3 separate regions of the Ovis aries genome follow, and regions 2 and 3 are each linked to region 1. A link is a contact called in public Hi-C data. All regions are on one chromosome and are shown on one strand. Each heading gives the region's core, a stretch centred on a gene start, on an enhancer-like site or on the middle of the called end of the contact. The rest is flanking DNA. Distances are from core to core; before and after follow the strand shown.

Region 1 (4,216 bases), core at 920-3,419:
TTGAGGCATGTGGGATCTTAGCTTCCAGACCAGGGAGGGAATCCACACCCCTTGCGTTGGAAGGTGAAGTCTTAACTCTGGACTGCCAGGGGAGTCCCCTGGGGAGATTCTTAGTCACCATATCTTTGAATTTGTGTTTAGGGAGCAGAGTCAGAGGGGATACTGGAGCAGGCACTGGGGCCTGGAGCCTCACCCATGAGGCCTCCCACCTTGGCTTCTTCCCCAGGGCGGGTTCTCAGCTGTCTGCTTTCCTGCCCCTGGTGCCCTGGGCCCAGCCTGGCCACCCTTCTCTGCTTTCCCTTTGACCACCATTGCCCTCCATTCCTCAGGGGCCTAGGCTCAGGTGTGAAGGTAGGCATGGGTGCTGTCACCCTGAAGCATCTTGGAGTGGGCATGGTGTTGGCCATCCCTGCCCTGGGCAGGCAGCATTGTGGCTGTGTGTTGGCCTGGGCAAGCCTCTGCCCACTCCTGGTCTAATACTGCATGTTTCCTGGCACAGGAGTTTAAAGATCTTTGGCGAGTGACAGCCTATTGTGGGTTTGGGGGCTGGATCTGGGAAGGAGGGACACCTGGCTCATCTTGCCTAGACCCTGCCGCAGGGTCTTGGGGTGCCATCCTGTAGGCGGGCTTGGTGGCTGGAAGTGGGGCCGAGATCCCAGGCTCCTGACTCTCTCAACTCATCTTGTACCCCCACACTCTGGGGGAACCTGGCGCACCCCCTCATCTTCCTTCCAATCTTGAGGACTTTGGTTTGTCTTTATCTCTTCTGGCCCATGAGTCACAAAATACTAGTTACGTAATTTCAGTGGTTCTGCATGTGAGTTAAATGCTCTGATATTACCATTTAAAAGTGGCATTGCGTGATCCAGAGATGAGTGGTAAAATTCACACTGATAATTTAAAATTTAGAGTTTTCTTTACTTAGACTGGTGTTAAATAGAAAATAAAACACACTGTGATAATTTGAGAGATGGGAGAAGAAAGGAAGAGCCTTTCTATGTACCGTTAACGGCACTTTCCCTTGCTTTTTTCCATTTGGCGTCAGGTTGGACAAATTACATAGTCAGCCCTGCAGGCCACCGTTGATTGGCTCACGAGTGGGGCTCTGACGTGAAAGTGTCTGCCTGGACTTTTGGACCTAGGCAGAGGAAAAAGGAGTTTTTCTCCAGCAGCTGGAAGCTGAACACAGGTGAGTCATGATCTCTTGGTGGCCATGTACCGCCATGCGGATTAATGAGCAGTAAACACGTTTGCCATGAGAAAGAAGCAATGAATTAGATGTGCAGAGAACCACAGGCAAAGGACAGAGTCCATTTCCTTGTGTCCTGTTTGCCATCTGCTCCTGGCAAGGAGCCCTGTGGGTGGCGTCTCAGTACCCTTCCAGCAAGTTCTCATTTTTGACCTAACTTAGTGACAGCCGAATTCTGTTATCTGCAAAGAAAGGAGTCTTAACAAATGCAGACATGTAAAAAGCCAAAACAGAACAGTGGTACTGTTCACCCAAATGTAGAACTATATCTCAAAAAAGAAAAGGAAACCAGACTTAGGAGTAGCATCCCTAGCAAGGCCATGGTATTGGTTACTCAACCAAAGTGTCTGGCCGGAAGCTGTCAGCACTCGGAAGGGAACTTTTTAAGATAGGCCAAGAGTAATTTGTATTGTGAGGTCAAGTCTTCATTTATTCTTTTCCCCATGAGCTTTTTTTTAAAAATCACTATTTCTTAGCTTTGGGCTCAAGATGCATACGGACATCAGCGTGTTGGCCCAGCAGTTCTTGACACGCTTGAACGTTAGACACAGCCCGGAGGCTTTTAGTTTATAAGGATGTTTGATCCCTGGCCCCTCAGGGGTTTGACTGTTGGTCCAGGGTGGGGCCTGGATGCTGGTGTCGTGCATGCAAGGGGGTGAGACCGCTGCAGACTATCTGACCTGCCCTAGTGATCTTTTCTGCATGGATGTACGGATGTGGTTGAAGGGGGGCGCTCAGGTCTCAGCTTTTTAACCAAACCCAGGCGAGGCAGTCCCCACCCACCCATTCAGACTCCCCTTCACCCCTTAGAACCTGGTTCCCACGCCGCACCACCGCCCACCCCCTCCCCACCCCCGCGCCGCGCCTCCTGGGGCGGAGGTGTCCTGAGCCAGCCCGGCCAGCAGAGGGCAGCAAGCGTATGGCAAATGGGGACTCCCCGGGAGGGAACCTGCGCTTCTGCTCAAACTGAACCCAAAAGGACCTCAGCAGTCTTGAATCCAAATTCTTCACAATAGAGACGAAAAACGTGAGAGGATGTCCGGGATTTAAAAACCAAAAAAGAAAATGGCAGAGTAGGGGAGGGCGGGGGAACCGAAATGACCGCCGTTGACACTTGTTGAAGCTGAGTGATGGGTACACAGGGGTTCACTTAGCTTTTCTTCCAACTTATATAGCTTAAAGTTTTCCTTCATAAGAAATTAAGGTAGTAGATAGAAATTTAAATAACAATAGAGCGTGGAACAGCCTATGTAAAGACTCTGAGATGCGTGAAAGAATCTGAAATGGTTGTGTTAGGCTGGCTGAGTGGGAGGGGGGCTGTTCTGGGATGTCTTGGAGGCTAGAGAGCAGAGCTCCAGGCACAGAAGACAGAAGGGCCTCTGTACAGGACACCCAGGTCTGGGGCAGACTTGAACGAAATGCAGCAGGCATGGATCATGGTGGGGGAAATGAAATGGAAGAGGTGGCATGTTTTTCTTTTCCATCTAGAAAAAAAAAAAGGACACATTAAAAAAATGGGGGTGGGGGGCTTCCCTGGTGTTCTAGTGGCTAAGACTCCACGCTCCTGACACAGGAGTTCCAGGTTCGATCCCTGGTCAGGGAACTAGGTCCCACATGTCTCAACTAAGACCCTGGGCAGCCAAATTAAAAAAAAAATTTTTTTTAATGGGGGTGGGAGTAGAATTTATTTGAAGTAAAAGAGAAAGAAAGGAAAGTTTAGTCAAGGAAGTGGTTTTCCTTGGAAGAAAAAGTTGGTGAGCTCGGCCCAGATGTTTAAATAGAAGCGAAGGCCTTGCAGGGAAGAGCCTGGGGAGCTGGGGCTGAGATTTGCACTAGTCAGCCCTGGGCTGTCCCCCTCGGCCGGCTCAGACCCTCTGTCTGCGCTGGCAAGGGCTGAGGGGGTCTGCTTGGCCTGGAGTGTTGGGGCACTTGCGGGGAGTGGGATCTGAGCAGAGTATTTTAAGCCAGGAAGCACTTTAAGCATTTGGGTTTCCAAGAGATAATGTTAAAACTGGATCCCCAAGGGTACCCACTCCCCTCAAAGCCTGTAACACAGGCCAGGTTACCAGAGTTAAGCACTGGGAGAGCCCTTACAATCAATCTGCCTCTCACCCCACGAGGATGCCCCTGCAGCCTCTCTGGCTGGCCTGGGCCAGGCCTCAGGGTGGTCATCCTGTCCCGCCAGGGATTCTGCCCTGCGTCCATTGCCCAGCAGCCCTGGCCTTGGGCCAGTCACCAAGGCAACATCAACATGTCTCCTGGTCTCTGAGTTTCAGGTCCTAATGTTTCCCCACCCATCTCTTGGAGCAGAGCCAACGAGATGGTAAAGGTGAAAGGTCTCTGGAAACTAAGGTACCAAACAGGCAGACAGGACTTCTGTTTAAACATAATATTCAGAGGCCAGGAGCACATTTCATCATGAGGCCTTCTGTTCTCCATGTTAAACTACCCTGGAAGGATGTGTCAAGGAGGAAAGCCATTCTACAATCTTACAGAATCCTGTTCAGTGGGCACCAGTTCTGCAAAACAAGTAACTGTACCCTTAGATGGGCTTCCCAGGTGGTGCTAGTGGTAAGAACCCACCTGCCAATGCAGGAGACGTAAGAGACATGGGTTCGATCCCTGGGTTGGGAAGATCCCCTGGAGGAGGGCACGGCAATCCACTCGAGTATGCTAACTTGGAGAATCCCATGGCAGAGGAGCCTGGAGGGCTATAGGCCATAGGGTTGCAAAGAGTCAGACATGACTGAAGGGACCTAGCATACACACACATACTCTTAGATGGTTGAAAATAAATATTTACTAACATTTAATATTGGGAAATATTGATTAAATCTTAAATATTGGGGGAAAATAGAAACAAAAACGTGAATGGAATCTTTGCCTTATGGTTTGCATTCTCAATCCAGAGTTCTTTCATTTTCAGAGAGATGTTTTCATCTACATTTGATTTTTCCATGGGCAATA
Region 2 (4,216 bases), core at 476-2,975, 450 kb after region 1:
GCCCGAATTTGGCAACCGTGGGGCACAGTGAATAGCCAATAGGGAAGGGGAGTGCCCTCTGGGGGCTGGAAGCCAAACAAGAAACCCATAACTCGGTTTCTGGAGCAGCAGCTGTGGTGGCAGGGAACACTTCTAGAGAACTGAAAGTTCCGGGGCAGCTCTGCCCAAAGAGAGGTGGAGCAAGAAAGCCTGCGTGAAGGGGCTGGTTGGAGACTGGAGACTTGCAGGCCTCTTCCTGGGCTTCCGGAGTGGATGCTGTAGTGGGGGGAGGGGTAGGCAATAAACCTTCCCCGGGTGGGGTAGTTTGCTATGAGGAGACTGAAGGAGAGAGGGTGGTGACTGTTGGTAGGTAGGGGGCGCTGTTTGAGGTGGGGTGATCAGGGCCCAACATCTCTCTGAGTAACTATCAACTATCAAAAAGAGGAACCTGGCATCTTATTGAGTGCTGAATTCCCTGAACTTACACAGCGTCCAGAACACAAGCCATCTTGGCACAAGCTTCCTGTGATTCGGCACAGACTAGCTTCGGCCCTAGTTGGGCTGTTAATTTACCACTGGGCTTGGGCAAATCACCTCCCTGCAGTAAAGCTCCGTTCCCCCTCGCCCTGAGGGAGTTGTTTTAGGACTGAAATGAAACATACACAAAATATATAGTACTGCAAATTAATATAAAGGGTGAAGATTTGAAAGTGGCCACTTCAAATATGCCCAGACAGCGTCCTTGTGGCTCAGTGGTAAAGAATCCGCCTGCAATGCAGCAAACACAGGTTCGATCCCCGAGGGGGGAAGATTCCCTGGAGGAGGAAATGGCAACCCATCCCAGTACTCTTGCCTGGGAAATCCCATGAATAGAGGAGCTTGGTGGGCATGTGTCCATGGGGGTCACAAAGAGTCGGACACAACTGAGCACCCTCGGACCAATTCCACAAGCTTCCAAACACACTGCAGAGCTTTCATTATTGTTGCTGTTGTTTGTTTTGGCGAAGTCGCTTCAGTTGTGTCCGACCCTTTGCAACCGTATAGACCGTAGCCCACCAGGCTCCCCTGTCCATGGGATTCTCTAGACAAGAATACTGGAATGGATTGCCAAGCCCTCCTCCAGGGGATCTTCCCGACCCAGGAATCGAACCTGCGTTTCTCACGTCTCCTGCGTCGGCAGGAAGGTTCTTTACAGCTAGCGCCACCTGGGAAGCCCGCTGTTGTTGTTGTTATTTAAAGTGTACAGTTGCGAGCCACCCTGGTTTTTCTAGGAACCTGCCCTGGGTCTGACCTTGCTGCGGTGCGCGGGCGCCACCTTGGCCGTCGCCTTGAGCCTGTGCCTTGGAGGCCGGTGCTCAGCCGTGAGTGTACTCTCCCCGTCTCGCAGGGCTCATGTCTTTGCCCTGAGATGATGCTTCACCTGAAAACAGCCTTTGTGGGGGGAAACTGGTCCCCAGCGGGTAACGCAAGTAACCACTCCGCGTGTGCGCACAGCTCCGGAGCCGCGGGAAGCTGGGCTGGAGCTTAAGCGCGCTCCTGGGGAAGGACATCACCCGCTCCCGGGGGGTCTGGGGGAGGAATTGCCCCCCCCGGAGCCACGCCCCCGGAGCCCCCGGGAGAATCTGAAAGCCACCACCTTCCGCCTGCACCGTCTTCCGTCTCGATTCCCTCCAGGGACCCCGCCTCGGCCGAGAGGCAGGCAGGCGGTGAGCGGCGCTGTTTCCAGCGATGTTTCCCTTTCCCTTAACGCAGGGTCGCCATCTAGCGATATCTAAGGGTATACTACCACGTTCTAACCTCGGGTGGCCGAAGTAAACCTGTGTAACGTTCCGATGAGTGCGGGAAAGTTCTGTGGAGGGGACTGGACCCCGTTCCAGAAGGCCTTGTTGGGGGCGGATGCGGGATGGCGCTTTCCTGCCCGACAACAACACGCGGCCTGGGGCCATCTCCGCGGGTGGAGGCGGGTCTGGTCCGAGCTCTGAGTCAGGCCTCCTGTTGAGGATGCCTCGCTCTTCAGCAGGACGGACCGGTGGCCCCACACAGGTCGGCTCAGAGCCACACTGCGCATAAGACCTCTCTGGGAGAATTCTGGCTCAGGATACCCCACTACTTGTCGGGACTGGGGAAAGGCGTTCTGGAGACCAGGGTGTCAGAGGGAGCACCACCAGGGTTAGCCTGAGTGCACCCTCCCTGAGTGCACCCCGGGTTAGAGACTCAGAAGACCTGGCGGGACCGACCTCCGAAGTTTCTGGACCGGCCTGGCCCTGAGCCACCTCATCCCCACCAGCCCACTTGCTCCAGAAAAATCTCAGGAGGCAAGTGGTTTCTGCAGCTCAGCAAACAATCAGGTGGAAAAGGACTCCAGTCTCCTCTTTTCAGACACCCCGCTTAGGGGTTTTCTTGCAGTCTTCAACTTGGCTTCATGGAGGGAAGGCACCACCCGCCTTTTAAGAGAATAGCTTCTCCCGACAAGCACTGAGCTCCCAAAGGCTGCTGACCTCCTTCCCTATTGGGGGCGTGTTGAGGGAGGAGGATGAGGAAAAGGGAAAGTTTTCAATAGGCACCACTCAGTCAGCCCTGTGGATAGGCTTGGTCTGATTGTTGGCCTCCTTGGACTTAAAATGTGGGCCACCCAGCACTTCTTACCCACATTTGGAGCCTTGGCTGCCATTCTTTATATATAAATATATGTATTTATTTATTTTTACTTACTTGGCTGTGCTGGGTCTTAGTTGCGGCATGTGCGTCTTTAGGTGCGGCACGTGGGATCTAGTTCCCTGACCAGGGATTGAACCCAAGCCCCCTGCACTGGGAGCTCCCAGTCTTAGTCACTGGACCACCAGGGAAGTCCCAGCTGTCATTCTTGAGCAACAGGCTGTCCCCGACCCATGTGGAACAAGTGCGTGAATAGAAGCAGATACGGTCTGAGAACCAAGAGAGCAATCAGAACGGCCATTCACGTTTGTGCAAGCTGCTCACTGAACACCCGACGCCTGGCCTGTTTGGAAGCCATTAGGACCTGGAATTCAGCTCTTACCTGATCGCAGAGCCATGTCACCTGGAGGAAAGGACGTATTTTTCAAAACCTCCTGCTCTCTGTGAGCCTGCCCACGGTGGATGGGAATGGTGGGGCTTTTCCTAATTATCACAGATAGGGGCCAGCTGCAGCTTTCGGGGAGTTAGGTGACTCCTTGGAGAACAGGCTCCTGCATGGAGTCCCAGCCTGTGACTCCCTGGCTTCTCTGGACCGCTTCTCAGCTGTAGAAATCCCTTCCCGAGTTGCTCCGTGTATTAGCTGGAGTGGCAAATCTTTTCCTGTGCCTGTGGTCTCTACCAGGGGGCGCTGCTGCGGAGTGTAACGTCAAGACTCTTACCTCTGCATTTGATCATAAGGTTTTCAGGCAGAAAACGTGTTTGCACCATTCTGCTGACTCTAGCCTAGCTCTTCAAACCAAGCTGTGAATGGCTCACCTTCGTTTCTCTTGTTCCCAGACTATCTCAGATATACAGACACTCCTCTGTAAAGAGAGAGGTCATTACAGTTCCGGCAGACAGAGATTAAGGTGGGCAGAGAGTGAGTTTATGTTCCCACCACCTGGTCTGTAAAAATCTGTGTAGTTGATCACTTTTTGATGATGTTTGAAATGGGACAATGAGGCATTTCCTTGTGGCCTACCAAAGGCCCCGGTCAGTGTATTTGTTTCCTGGGGTTGCTGTAACAAAGTATCATAAACGAGGTGACTTAGAACAGGGGTCCCCAGCATCCGCGATCTGATGCCTGATGATCTGAGGGGGAGCTGACATCATAATAACAGAAATAAAGTGCACAGTAAACGTAATACCTTGAATCACCCTGAAACCATCCCCTCCTCAGTCCGTGGAACAGATTTCCATGAAACAAGTCCCTGGTGTCAAAAAGTCTGGGGATCGCTTGCTTAGAAAACAGAAGTGTCCTGTGTCACAGTTCTGGAGCCTAGAAGTCCGAGATCAAGGCGTCAGCACAGCTGGTTCCTTCTGAGGGCTGTCAGGTAGGATCCTGCCTCTCTCCAGGCTTCCAGTGGTTTGCTGGCCATCTTTGGTGTTCCTTGGCGTGTAGACACATCTCCCCCATCTGCCTTTATGTTCACATGGCGTTCTCCCTGCATGCGTGTCTGTGTCCAGACCTCCCCATTTTATGATGGATTAGGACCTTCCCCGATGGCTCAGTGGGTGAAGAATCCACCTGCAAAGCAGGAGA
Region 3 (4,216 bases), core at 960-3,459, 360 kb after region 1:
AACACAAGTCATGCCGTTGGTAACAACACAAAATGCTGGCCCCATGCAAATGACTATGTATTAAATAGATGAACAGCAAGGACCTACCGTGCTGCACAGGGAACTGTGTTTAGTACCTTTTAGTAACCTATGATGGAAGGGAATAGGAAAATCATATTTATTCCTTTCACTAGAGTTTCCTTTTGTTAGAATATATATGCATAACACAACATTATAAATCAACTACACTTCAATAAAAAATAGTGACAAGAGATGCTGGCCTACATGGGCCACACATGCATTCCCAGCTACACTGCCTGGAGGCTGACTGTGTGATGCTGTGCAAACACAGTTGTTGTTACAGTAATATCTTAAAATCTAAACATGGGCAGTCCCTAATTTGGTGATTACTTTCAAACAAATTCTATGCTTTGCACTGAAATTCAGCATAAAATGTAAGTATAAAAGACATTTAAATGAGACTTTATCCTTTTCATCAAATCTGACATATATGCCTACCTTTCCTAAGGTCCTAATTTTGTATGTTTCCCAGTAGCCTTGTGGCTCTTGCCCTTTTTACTTTCTTAGTCCTTGTAGCCTCTAGTAGCAAAATCTCTCATAAACAAGATTGAAATTGAAGCCATGGGTTACTCCACCTATCTTACTAAAGGATCAGCACGAAGACTAAGATGGGGTGAAACTGGAGAATTCCCAATGTAGAATTCCTTTTCCTTCCATGGCCTTGCTTCACATGGAAGTTCAACCTCAAATGCTCTCTCTTTCTGAAAAAGAAAGGAGAGAGGACATAACTTCAGTGTCTGTCTAACCCATCTCCATTTAACTTAACCCATCTCAAGTTCTCTTGACGCCCTGGCATCTTCTCCTTGCCCTTTAACCTTAATTTCTGAATGCCAGCACGAGAATGCACCGAATTCCAACAAGCAACCCCAGCCTCAGCGCGTCCCTCTCCATCTCTGTTTCTGTAGCGTTATTTCTTCGCAGTAACTGTGCTCTGTGAACATCTAAGGGCATCTGAAAGTGCTACCCTTAGACCTGAGCAGAAGGGCTTGCTGCCCAGGCCCTCCCCGAGTGCGTGTGTTTCCCTCCATGTCAAGCTCCGGGAATCTGAGACCTGGGGCCTTGAGGAGCCACTTCCTAGTTTCATCCTCCCCAGTAAAGACCAAGTCCAAATACCTGCACCCAAAGGCCTTCAGGTTGTGGGACAGAGCTGGGGCCTGGAGAGAAGGCAGGCAGGCACTCGGCTCCATATTCCAGGGCCCAAGCCAAGGAATCCAGATTCAGACTCAAACCAAAGCCTTCCAGGTAGTTATGAAAGTGTTTATGTCTGAGTGGGAGGGCAGATCATAATTCTTTCTAGCCAGTCCTTAACTTTGCAGTATAGACTTGACATGCAGGCATCCCGTGTGCACTTGCAGGCCCTGCAAGTATTAGGAACAGGCCCTGAAAATATTAAGAACAGGCCCGAATCTAAGCATCAAAGGTGATTCTGTGTCCTGGGCTGCAGGTGCCTGCTTTCCCCTAAGTCTTTCCAACTGTATTTCCACTCCCGTTTTCGCTTTTTTTTTTTGGCTCGTGGTTTTCATTCATTCGTTTGCTCTTCTTTGAGTTCATTTATTTGATTTAGATCTGTCTCCCAGCATGCCATCTCCCTCATGTTTTATTTGTGTTTATTTTTGTCTAATCCCCACCAGTCCTGTAGGCTCCCACCTCCACCAGTGCCACCCTTTCCCTAGCCAATCCCGAGGTCTCCATACTAAACTACCAATCTGCACTCTGCCAGCCCTCAGCGGCATCCATGGCTGCGGTGGCCCAGCGGAGCATGCCCCTGCAGACGGGAGCCGCCCAGATCTGCGCCCGGCCCGACCCCTTCCAGCAAGCGCTCATCGTGTGTCCACCTGGCTTCCAAGGTAAGGCAGAGAGGACCCAGCCTCGCACCCGCTTCCACCAGGACCGCCTCTGCGGTGCTGGCCTCATGCTTTTCTGTCCTGCTGAAGCCCTCTTTGTTTCTTTCCGCGAGAGCCCTGGCATCACTGAACTTGAGGGCCCCCATCCTGTGGCAGCCAACCTAGAAACAATGGACGTAGGCTTCTGCATCAAGTCCATTCCTTGTTATTCGCACCACCTGCCAGCGGTTTTGTCCTGGCTCAGCCACCATCTGTAAATCAGCACATTGTGCGCGCTCCCATTGTTATGCTGATGTCAGCCCTTGTGTTGCCTCCCGTGGAATAACCTCTGTGTGGATTATCTATAGCACACTGCCAACCTCTGACAGCGCACTAGTCCCCGTTCTTGTGAAGGGTATAAACCTCCCTGAAAAGTACTTCCTGGCCAGTGCCCCCCACCTCTGGCCAGGCACCCCGGCACTCTTCTCCTGAAAATTCTAAGCAAGAGTTGACCGGGTACGTCGTTATAGTTTACCTTGAAAACTCGAGAATTTGGTTCCGAAAACCCCCTGGTGTGAGTCTGTGTGGTTCAGTTTAAGTAAGTGCTGTTCCAGCAGCCTTACCCTCTCTCCCTGGCTTTGACCCAGTCAGATGTATCTTCACGACAAAGGCAGCTGTTTTCCTGCTGTAATTTGTCAGCATAACTGTTCCACTTTTGGCTTTAAAGACTCCTTAATTTGACTGAGTCTTTGAAAACATTCAAAAAGGTCATTTTGGGTTTTTTTTTTCCTAAGTTAGAGGGAATTCCCTGGTGTTCCAGTGGGTAGGACTCCATGCCTCCACTGATGAAGGCCTGGGTTCTATCCCTGGTCAGCAAACTAAGATCCCAACAAGCCATGTGGCATGGCCGAAGGAAAAAACACAAACTTTTTTTAAAGTTAAAAACTGAGGCAGGGAAGACTTCCAAAGGACCAGGCAGTGTCCGGTGGGGACTAGTGCAAAGGGAGGCTGAGGGCTGACAGCGGGCTAGGAAGGTCTCCTCATCCAGCGCTTCCCAGTTACTCAGCCCTTCTCCCCGTCACCCCTTGTCTGCTCTAGGATTGCAGGCCTCTCCCTCTAAACACGCTGGCTACTCTGTGCGAATGGAAAATGCCGTTCCCATCGTCACTCAAGCCCCAGGAGCCCAGCCTCTTCAGATCCAGCCAGGTCTGCTTGCCCAGGTAATTCTTTCTTTATTATCACTGCTGTTACCACGATCCATGTTAATGTTGTTCACAAAAGAGACATATCTCTGATAATTCCCTCCCTGGCAGTGAGTTAGATGCCTCAAGTCATTAGAATACATCAGTAATATTCCGAATGATCCCCAGGTGAATTACCCTCCTAACTATCTAGCTTACAGTTCCAAGAAGAAATTTAGACACAGGGGGAGTCTGGGGAAATTTATTATTATTATTGTCTCTTTGTAATGCAGATTAATATGAGAGACCTAGGTTTTAATCCTAACTCTACTAATAACTCTCTGTGACCCAAGGCAAGTCAGTTAGCATTTCCTTATTATAAATTGAAACTATTTTTTGAAAGCAGATTTGGAGATTCTCTGTTTCCTAGTTGAAAACCAGGATCACAGAGGCTTTGGGCTGGAACCTTCCTTATCTGTTCACATAGGTACTCTGGTAGATTCCTCAAATGAGATCACAGAGGTGAAACAGGTTGAAAATTTGTGACATGTTGTAAAAATTTTAGCCAACAAAGTGGTGTAATGATAATAAGTAATCAATCCTTAATGTCGCTTGAACATTAATAACAAATACACTTTCGTTGTGCTGAGCACCTCATGGTTGTTATGGATTTAATCCCCACAATATGGTATTTGTCTCCTTCTGGCAAACAAGCCACAGGCACTGGCTGAAAGTCACACAGCAGTTAGGTGACAGACCCACCACACAAGCCCAGGAAGGCTGACCCCAGCACATGTGTTTTAACCCGTCATTTGCTGTACTGTTTCTTCATCATGGTTTCTGAGGTTGGGGGTCAAGGATGGATTGACTGAAATGTTGTTAGTTTAAAGCACGTTTGTTTTTTAAATGAAGTTGGTTCCCAAAGACGCTTTATTTATAGTGTCTTTTCTTGAACAGAAGTTTGGGGGTTAATTTTAATGTAGTCAAATTGCATAGGTCTATTTTAGTCTCATGGGGTTCCCTCGTGACTCAAGGGTACGGAATCCACTTGCAATGCAGGAGACACAGGTTTGATCCCTGGGTCGGGAAGATCCCCTGGAGAAGGAAATGTCAACCCACTCCACGACAGAGGGGCCCGGTGGGCTACAGTCC

The links. A called contact is a pair of places that touch in the nucleus more often than the background predicts.
Region 2: a Hi-C map of hypothalamus shows a contact between it and region 1, with 2.6 times the contacts expected there. The contact joins two enhancer-like sites. A contact is called at or near these places in 2 of 16 Hi-C or Micro-C datasets (hypothalamus and liver).
Region 3: a contact with region 1 is called in a Hi-C map of hypothalamus, with 7 times the contacts expected there. The contact joins two enhancer-like sites. A contact is called at or near these places in 5 of 16 Hi-C or Micro-C datasets (blood, hypothalamus, liver and 2 more).

What each region holds. Positions count from the first base shown.
Region 1 is chr4:104,881,809-104,886,024 of ARS-UI_Ramb_v3.0, reverse strand. All of the region lies in intron 8 of TBXAS1 (thromboxane A synthase 1), which reads right to left. Among named protein-coding and RNA genes, the nearest start is that of PARP12, 62 kb to the left of the region's middle. Within about 2 kb of position 2,169, at least 10 of the 54 cell types and tissues checked have an H3K27ac peak or open chromatin away from gene starts, as enhancers often do. A contact at or near this core is called in hypothalamus and liver, where this site is marked.
Region 2 is chr4:104,426,455-104,430,670 of ARS-UI_Ramb_v3.0, reverse strand. No RefSeq gene overlaps it. Among named protein-coding and RNA genes, the nearest start is that of CLEC2L, 14 kb to the left of the region's middle. Within about 2 kb of position 1,725, at least 15 of the 54 cell types and tissues checked have an H3K27ac peak or open chromatin away from gene starts, as enhancers often do. A contact at or near this core is called in hypothalamus and liver, where this site is marked.
Region 3 is chr4:104,523,309-104,527,524 of ARS-UI_Ramb_v3.0, reverse strand. HIPK2 (homeodomain interacting protein kinase 2) reads left to right here. Exons shown (of 15, transcript XM_027968868.3): 8 at 1,781-1,907; 9 at 2,982-3,103. Among named protein-coding and RNA genes, the nearest start is that of CLEC2L, 83 kb to the right of the region's middle. Within about 2 kb of position 2,209, at least 10 of the 54 cell types and tissues checked have an H3K27ac peak or open chromatin away from gene starts, as enhancers often do. A contact at or near this core is called in hypothalamus, where this site is marked.